Linked DNA regions of Hordeum vulgare: region 2 is linked to region 1. A link is a contact called in public Hi-C data. All regions are on one chromosome and are shown on one strand. The core of a region is the stretch at or near the end of the contact, and the rest is flanking DNA. Distances in the headings are between cores, read along the strand shown. Region 1 holds the start of LOC123431291 (auxin response factor 22-like). Region 2 has its middle 450 kb from the start of LOC123431302.

Region 1 (4,659 bases), core at 1,087-3,586:
CATGCAAAAGACCACATTATCCTTAGTAATGTAGTAGTAGTTATTAAATGACATGCTAAAAGTAGGGGCATTGTTGAAAAAAGTGCCAAAAAAGTTCCAAAAAGACCCTCCAACAGGGACTTCTCCAAATAGTCTCAAATACCCCCTTTTACTCCCTAAAAGTCCCTCCTGTTTGTTTCACATGAGACTTTTTGGGACTTTTTTTAGTCTCTACACTAAAAAGTCCCTGAAAACAAACACCCCCCTGTAAAACCTGAATTATAGTTTATATAATTTGATCTCCAAACATGCCCATGTAGATTATTTTTATAAATCAGATTATATAATCTATCTTCATAATTCAGATTATCATAATTTATTGTAATTCCAAACAGGGCTTAGATCGGCCCGTTGAAGTTGATTCGAAACGGCTGTCCACAGTCCACACGTTGATCCGGTGGTTTAGGGGGTGTTTGGTTCCCAGCCACACTTTGCCAAGCTAAAATTTGACAGCCACATTTTTGTTGGTATGTGTTTGGTTTTTGTCACAGTTTGGCTTGCCACACTTATTGCCCCTGTGGCCCATTTGTCATAGAGTCATTTTTTTTATCAACTTTTACCAAAGTTTGACATTCGTTTTTTCAACCACACTTTGTGACTTGCCACACTTTGATGGCTTGCCACACTTTGATTTGACAAAATTAGTCACCAACCAAAGGACCCTTAATTGCGGTTCCAAAAACTGCGCGGATGTCGTATAGTGAACAGTACCCGTCGGGACATGACGGAAAATGCTCAACAGTGCTTCGTGGAAGGTCGCTGTCCTGGTCCAGCGCGGCGCCTCAAAATCCCAACCGCCCCTTAAAATCGACGTGACATTCAAATGCTCGCAATTCCTTTTCTGCAAGTTGCTGTAAGTGGCGCGGAGGACAGGAGGCCGGAGTAGTAGTAGAGACGATCCGCTAGGGGATGGAGATGGAGATGGGATCATGGGGATGACTTTTGTTTGGGCGGTCGGCCAGTGGCGCACGCGCACGGGCGGCCTCGGGGCACGGAGGCATCCAATCGTCCGAAACCCCGCGCACGGCGCCTCCTCCCCGCTCTCTTTTCTTGGATCCAACGGCGTCCCACCAGCAAAAAGAAACGACAGCGTTTCCACTTTCCACGACGAGTCGGCACGCCACAAAACCCCCGAGACCTGTACACTTTTCCCTCCACTTCACAAACTCAGTGGCCATCTACTACCACCAAGATGCAATGCAAGACCATTTATGCTCAAAAAAGAAGAAGATGCAAGACCATTTATTTGGAGCACAGCAAAGCAAGCGGAGCACTCATGGTATATGTTGCATGCAGAGGGAGGCCGCGGCCAGCTGCAGCGAGCGACGCAGAGGAGGAGAGCCGCTGCCTGCCGCGACATGTCCCCATCGGTGTTCCGTGGGTCGATTGCCCTGGCTCTGAATTCCCGGTGATCGGTTCGCCCCCGCGCCGGAAAGGGAGGGCGAGGAGTCGAGACGAACAAGGCACAAGATTCGCCCATTTCCGGATCATGCAATCAGTCGCTGCCCCTGCCAACTTTCTCACGGCCGCGGCGCACAAATGCCCTCTCTTGTCTTCTTTCCCAAACAACCAAATTTCGACAGCTTATTATTATCATCTCTCGCCGCTTCCCTCCCTTTCCCAACAGAAGACGAGTGACCATCTCAATTGTTTTTTTTTCTTTCGGGCCTCACCACCTCAGCGGCGAGCCCAAATAAATTGGTTGAGATCTGAGACTCAACTGAATTTTAAAAACGTTTGCCACCTCTTTTCATCAGATTCAGAAATAACACTAAAAAACAAGACGAAAACCCTCCGCTCTTGTCGCCACCCCCTCTGCTTCCTAGTCCATGCCATCACGGCCGCGGCCCACCGACAGCAGAAAGAGGCAGGCACGCGGCCCCACATCCTTTATCGCCGACACGTGGGCCCCGCCAGCCTGGGCCCCACCGGTCACCGATGGTTGGTGGGCGTCGCTGTTGGCTGTGCGGTCCGGCGCAGGTGATCCACTGGGGCGCCCGGCCAGGCCACTGCAGCAGCGAAGCGGGCGCCTCCAATCTCCCTATCTAATGGCCGGGAAGACATCCAAAGAACTCGCCATAATTCCAAACCACTGTGCCGCTGTAGCACACCACTCCCTCCCTCCTCGTCCTCGTCCTCCCTCAAGAACACGGAAAAAATCGGGGCCTTTTGGGTTCCGGACACCAGGGATTCGATATTTATTCTGTTTACTTTTGACCGGCGCGACGGTTCTTGGGCTTGGGATGGAGTTGCAGGGGGCCTGGGGAGGGCAGGGGAGGCGGCGTCGCCTGATGTAGATTTCCCTTTTTTTCTTTTCCTCTGCTCGCTTTGTTTATCGTTCCGGCTCTGGGCGTTCACATTTCTCGTGATCCGCCAATTGGAGGGAGGCCATGCGCGCGGGCCAAACAGGTGCTTGCCTTTGTTGCTTTTCATGATTCGGTCCAGTTTATTTGCTCTTTTCTTTTGATGATGATGGAACAAGGATTGCGTGTGGAGTTCGGTTCCCGTTCGGGGTCTGCGAATTTGATGGAGGGCGGTTTGATGGCAGGTCTGCTCCTGTGTTGGAACAAGTGATCGCATTTCCTGGCGGTGGTTTTGGGTGGAGATGAAGGAGGTGGGCGCGGAAAGGTGCCTGGACCCGCAGCTGTGGCACGCCTGCGCGGGCGGCATGGTGCAGATGCCGCCGGCGCGCTCGCGCGTCTACTACTTCCCCCAGGGCCACGCCGAACACGCCAACGGCGGCGGCGCCGCCGAGCTCGCGGCGGCGGTCGGCCCGCGTCCGCTGCCGGCCCTCGTGCTCTGCTGCGTCGCAGGGGTGCGCTTCTTGGCTGATCCGGACACGGACGAGGTGTTCGCCAAGATCCGGCTGGTGCCCGTCGGCCCCGGCGAGGCTGGGTTCCGGGAGCCAGAGGGGCTCGGCCCGCTCGGGAGCGACCCGCCGGAGGCGCGCGAGAAGCTCTCCTCCTTCGCCAAGACGCTTACGCAGTCCGACGCCAACAACGGCGGCGGCTTCTCGGTGCCGCGCTACTGCGCGGAGACCATCTTCCCCAAGCTTGACTACAGGGCTGACCCGCCGGTGCAGACGGTGCTCGCCAAGGACGTGCACGGGGAGGTGTGGAAGTTCCGGCACATCTACCGGGGCACGCCGCGCCGGCATTTGCTCACCACGGGATGGAGCACCTTCGTGAACCAGAAGAAGCTCGTCGCGGGGGACTCCATCGTCTTCCTGCGCACCGAGCACGGGGAGCTCTGCGTCGGCATACGCCGCGCCAAGAGGGTCACCTGCGGGGGCATGGAGTGCATATCCGGCTGGAACGCACCTGGGTATGGGGGCTTCTCGGCCTTCCTCAAGGACGAGGAGAACAAGATGATGAATGGTGGCCCCGCTGGTTACGTCAAGGGCAGGGGGAAGGTGAAGATCGCCGATGTCGTGGAGGCGGCCACCCTCGCCGCCAACAGCCAGCCATTTGAGGTAGTCTACTACCCGAGAGCTAGCACGCCGGAGTTTGTTGTCAAGGCCGCGGCGATGCAGGCTGCCATGAGGATCCACTGGTGCCCTGGCATGAGGTTCAAGATGGCCTTTGAGACCGAGGATTCCTCAAGAATTAGCTGGTTTATGGGGACCATATCTTCTGTTCAGGTTGCCGATCCACTCAGATGGCCGAATTCACCATGGAGACTTCTTCAGGTTTGCTCGCTCTGATGATATCCATACTTGCACTCCATCCTTTCTTCTCAATAAAGATGCATACTACTACTACTAGTTACATTACATGGAACTGCAAGGGATGAATGCACTGCATCATTTACACAACATAAGTATGAAGGCTTCTCATTCAGATGCCTTAAATGGTAGTACTAGTACTCCCTCCTTTTCAAAATATAAGTCTTTTTAGAGATTTCAATACTGACGACTACATACACATGTATATAGACATACTTTAAAGTGTAGATCGCTATTTTTATTTCGTATGTAGTCCGTAGTGAAATCTCTAAAGAGACCTATATTTAGAAACAGAAGAAGTAGAAGTTAAGGTACTAACATGCAAAACATGACCAGCTTTCCGCACAATGTTGCCAAATTAATAGTAATTCGTAATAATAATGATTCCCTAACCCCCTGATATCAACAGATTAACCTATTAATTAGTTCAATAACTGGCATAGATTTACTGGAGTAAAACATCGCATCGTCCTTCGATTCCTTCTGACTTTGTATGAATCGGTGGAACAATCAATAAAGCTGTTGGAATACGGCATTCACAATCACATAGTAGTTATGGAGGAAAAGGCTTGTGGTCCTTTAGTTGCTTTGCTGGTTTCCAAATTTGGATTATCAGTTTGCATGTTCTTCAAGTACCAGCTCTCTTCTTTCTCAATAGTGGGCTCCTGAACTTCCTTATTCCTTTTAGTATGACATCCGAATTTCTTGAATACTACACCACCATTTTTCGAGAAAACGCAAAAAGCATTTGCGTTTCGTTTCACTGAAACCATCGGTTGCTCAAATGTCACAGCTTGATGTTCGTTCTTGAGCACCCAACATGAAGCATCCAAAGGGCATGGGAATGGTTGGCAAACTTTGAACTAGAAACATAATCATTAGCATGGTTATGTGTG
Region 2 (4,659 bases), core at 1,358-3,857, 470 kb after region 1:
ATTTTTCTAAAATATAAAAATATAAATTAAATAATTTTTATATTTTATATTTGAAGACTTTCATGAGCTCGGCCTCCAAAAGCCATTTCCGGACAAACGTTGCTTACAAAATTGTAGAGTAAAACAATACTACTGCGTGTTAAAAATATGGACAAGTGTGTACCCAGGCCCGACCCTGAGGGAAGACGAACAGGGCGGCCGCCTCAGGCCCCCAAATCCGAGCCCCCACCCCCCTCAGACTAGGTTTGTGCAAATGTGAAGTATCTTGATCCCAACTGCCATCCAAGGCACCATTAGAACGGACTAAAAGATGGAAAATCCTATATGTTCCTCACTGTGTCCAATTGTCAAAGCTTCGCACACGATGACGTGAGCGATGGACGCACTGGGCCGGCCTTTTAGAGCGTTCCACAGATCCCGGTTTCGAGAACCTTCCATGCTTCCCAACTGGTTTTTTCCTGTTTTGGGAACCTTCTAGAAGGTTCCTTAAACCGTTTTTTTTCGTCATTATTTTCTCTTTCTTTTTTTCTGTTTATGTTTTAAAAAATGTTCTGGATTTATAAAAATATTTCAGAATTTTAAAAAATATTCCAAAATATGAAACAATATCCTGGAATATGAAAAAAAAATTTGTAATTTTTATAAAGATGTTTCAGATTTTCAAAATAATGTTCCAGAACTTGAAATAAATGTTCCGGAATTTGACAAAATGTTCAGGAATATGAAAAAATGTTCCGGAATTGTAAAAAATGTTCCGGAATTTGAAAAAAAAATCCGGATTTTTCATTCGTGAGATAAGTTTCAAAAATGTTTTTGATTTTCGAAATATGTTCTGGATTTCAAAAATTGTTTGGGATTTCCAAAAATTGTTTTTCAATTTCGGAAAATGTTTGTGTTTTTACAAAAATGTTCTGTATTTTCAAAAAATGTACTGGGTTTTCAGAAAATGTTCTTCAAATTCGAAAAAAAATTCCGTTCTTTTCAAAACAAATGTTCTGCATTTTCAAAAATTGTTATTCAAATCGAAAAATGTTTTTTCATTTAAAACAATGTTCTAGATTTTCATAAAAATGTTCTGGAGTTTCAGAAAATGTTTTGGAGTTTTGTAAAACGTTTTTAAAAAATGTTCTTGTTTTTCGAAATTTGTTCTCAAAATTCGAAAAATGTTCATATGTTCAAAAATTGTTCACATTTATGAATTTGTTCAAGGTTTTTCAAAACTGTTCTCATTTTCAAAATTTGTTCTCAATATTAAAAAAAATATTGTTTTTTAAAAAACATATTCACGCTTCCAAATTTGTTCTCCTGTTCAAAATTTTGTTTTGAAAATTCAAAAAATATTCGTGCTTTAAAATTTGTTCACGGTCCCAATTTTGTTCTGGTTTTTCAAAATTGTTGTTAGTTTAAATTTTTGTTCTCAAGAGTCAAAAAATGTTTGTCTTTTAAAAAATTGTTCGCCTTCAAATTTGTTCCCTATTTAAAAATAGTTTATGTTTTCAAAAAATAATTTAAAAAATTCAATGTTTGTACGTTTTGATAAAAAAGGTGAAAACCGAAGGAATAACGACCCAAAAAAGAAAAAAAAAGTAGAAAAGAAAAAAATACGCTCGTTGTGCACCTACTGGGCTGACCCAGTCGGGGTCGCCGGGTGCGAAGCCCCGACTGGTTGCTGCAGTGAGCGGCGACTAGGAGCTCAGATGTCCCTGTCTTCTCGAAGAAGGAGACGCGTATGTTTTCTTTAGCGATCTGGATGAGTGGGCCTGCCTTTTCTTCTTCTTAACGTTGGTTGATGGTTAAGTGGTGGTGGGCCATAATAGTGAGGCTGGGCAGGAATTCTCCTCTATTTTTTTAGATACTGTTTCCAAAAGATGAAATTTGTGATAAACTTAGATACTTGTGTGCTTCTCCTTTGCAATCTGGAGTACCCTAAATACATAACCGGGATAAGGATGACACCCATGGCCTACAAGGAGTTTGGATCAGGGACAACAAAGTAACTCTTGACTTTACGAATTTATATTAATATAATATAATACATGTATTTTTAAATGTTGATTACAAGTTCTAAATTGATAGCCACCATTTAAAAAAAATCTATTTTGGTTTAAATATGTTGGCGTGGGTAGATCATGGTTCTCATCTTGCTAATTAGGCATTTTACATCACAAATTTTTCTCTCGACCCTATCGGTTACACCACACTCACGAGCATAGTTTAGTTTGTTGTACGAAATTTTTTTTAGCTTATCTCCTATGTGATCGTCCCTTCTCTCGTTTGCTGCAACCAACACTTGGTCGAATACGCCTCATGACCTCATCTCACTTTTTCTTTTGATACAATCTTCATTAAATTTTTATACAAATATATCATCATTTTTAAAAAAAATTAAAGGACTTATGGTTAAATTTCGTTTCGGGCCCCAAAATCCCAGGACGGGACCTGTGTCTACCTTATTGTTTTCTTTTTCTTATAAAGTGTATACCTTCTCATGCCTTACAACCATTCTTGGCTCCCAAGCTCCCGTTAGCCATGGATGGATGTGCATGCGTGGATGGGTCCTACGATTTTTTTGGCATGGCTAGCTATAGCTACGTGCCTGGACCACTCGATCGGTTGATCGCCATGGATGCGTGCGTAGCAATCAAAGGTGAGGCATGCGTGCATGGGACAGGCAAGTGAAGACAAAACGTATTGCTTGCCAAATTGGCGAAGATCACATGTAGCAGATCAATGTCTTATAAAATTAAAACCTAGAGCAACTTTAATGGGACGATCCAAAGTGATTTTGTTCGTTTTTTTTATCCGTTTGGATCGGCCAACCGACCAGCGTCCGTCCTGTTTTAGATATGGATTGACAGCGCGTCCAACGCGCGCGACCCATATGTGCCGACGTGACTGCCCTATTTTGCATGAATTTGCATAATTTGAATCAAAAAAACATAATTTAGACCGAATAAAATAGCATAGTTATTACAAGCCGAATAAAAATAAATATGTCTCACATAGTTCTTACATAGTTTTGCAAACGAATAAAAGAAGGTAAATCTATTGGTTGCCAACATGAGTCCACATATGCTCAACCAAGTCATTTTGCAGTTGCCACGTGAGTTTCCCAATCACGCATGTCTTGATGAAATTGAATGAACTGTTCAAACGTTGTCGCTCCTTCATGCTCAGCACAACATTCTCACCCTGAAACTGATCGTACATACGTTCCGGGCGCTCGTCTTCTACGATCATATTATGCATGATCACACACGCAGTCATCACCTCCCACAGTTTCTGCGTGCTCCAGGTATTAGCAAGATATCGAACGATGCCCCATCGAGATTGCAAAACACCAAAGGCACGCTCGACATCCTTCCTAGCACTCTCTTGCTCTTGGACAAATCTTTTCCTCTTCTCTCTGACAGGGTTGGGTATTGTCTTCACAATAGTGGCCCACTGAGGATAGATACCGTCATCCAGGTAGTATCCTTTGTCGTACTTGTGGTTGTTGACTGTAAAGTTCACCGGTGGGCTGTTGCCTTCGACAAACCTAGCAAACACCGGCGAACGCTGAAGCACGTTGATATCATTGTGTGATCCGGCCATGCCAAAGAAAGAGTGCCAGATCCAGAGATCTTCAGACGCCACGGCCTTTAATATGACAGTGCAAGCCCTGACATGGCCCTTATACTGCCCTTGACAAGCAAAAGGGTAGTTCTTTCACTCCCAGTGCATGCAGTCTATGCTACCAAGCATCCCTGGGATGCCCCTGCTGGCATTCATCGCCAACAAATGGGATGTATCTTCAGCAGTCGGCTCTCTCAAGTACTCAGGACCAAACACAACAATAACAGCCTTGCAGAACTTATACAGGGACTCTAGGCAAGTAGACTCGCTCATACGGACGTACTCGTCAATGAGATCACCGGGCACTCCGTATGCAAGCATTCGGATGGCGGCAGTGCATTTCTGATAAGAGGAAAAATCTATCTTGCCAACAACATCCTCTTTGCACTCGAAATAGTCATCATAGCCGACCACCCCCTCTCTAATACAGTTGAAAAGATGCCTACTCATACGGAAACGGTGGCGGAATTTTTGATGTTTGAACAATGGGTTTGTTGTATCAAAGTAGTCCTTACAAAGAAGGAAATGCCCGCTCTCTCGGTTGCGATTCAACGCCGGAAGGTGGCCCAGAATGGAGCCACGGAACAACGGCCGCTGGCTGTTGAGGTGATGATGGACAACACGGCAGCCAGTATCTCCTCCTCGTCATCGGACGATGAATCGTCGGAGTCGCAAAGGAAATTGTGAAAAAAGAACTCGTCGGCGGGGTCCATTTTGTACCTTGGCAAACTGTCGAACAGCTTGCGGGCGTCGACGAAGGAGACGGCCGACGAAGGGAGTCGCGGCGCGCACAAACCAGCTAGCTGCCCTGCCGGCGTCCGAAGAGCGTGCCGGTGAGGATCTGGCCGGGCGGCGAAGCGGCTTCTTGGTCGGAGCGGGCTGCGTGGTGGGGGCGTGGGGGTGGGAAGCAGTCGGCTCCCAGGCGGCAAGACGGCGGCGGCGAGCGACGTGGGAGTGGGCAGCGTTGCTAGGCGGATGTGGAGGCACCGAAGCTGGCAGAGTTGCCGGCAAAAATGGGTAGCGGCGTCGGCGACGAAGGAGGCG

The links. A called contact is a pair of places that touch in the nucleus more often than the background predicts.
Region 2: a contact with region 1 is called in a Hi-C map of seedling, with 3 times the contacts expected there. The contact joins the enhancer-like site here to the promoter of LOC123431291 in region 1. A contact is called at or near these places in 1 of 6 Hi-C or Micro-C datasets (seedling) and 1 of 1 datasets of contacts at active chromatin or transcription factors (embryo).

The regions. Positions count from the first base shown.
Region 1 is chr1H:283,690,372-283,695,030 of MorexV3_pseudomolecules_assembly, forward strand. LOC123431291 (auxin response factor 22-like) reads left to right here and starts at 2,337. Exons shown (of 4, transcript XM_045115116.1): 1 at 2,337-2,448; 2 at 2,588-3,727. The coding sequence starts at 2,645.
Region 2 is chr1H:284,159,139-284,163,797 of MorexV3_pseudomolecules_assembly, forward strand. No RefSeq gene overlaps it. Among protein-coding and RNA genes, the nearest start is that of LOC123431302, 450 kb to the right of the region's middle. Within about 2 kb of position 2,608, at least 3 of the 3 cell types and tissues checked have open chromatin away from gene starts, as enhancers often do. A contact at or near this core is called in seedling, where this site is marked.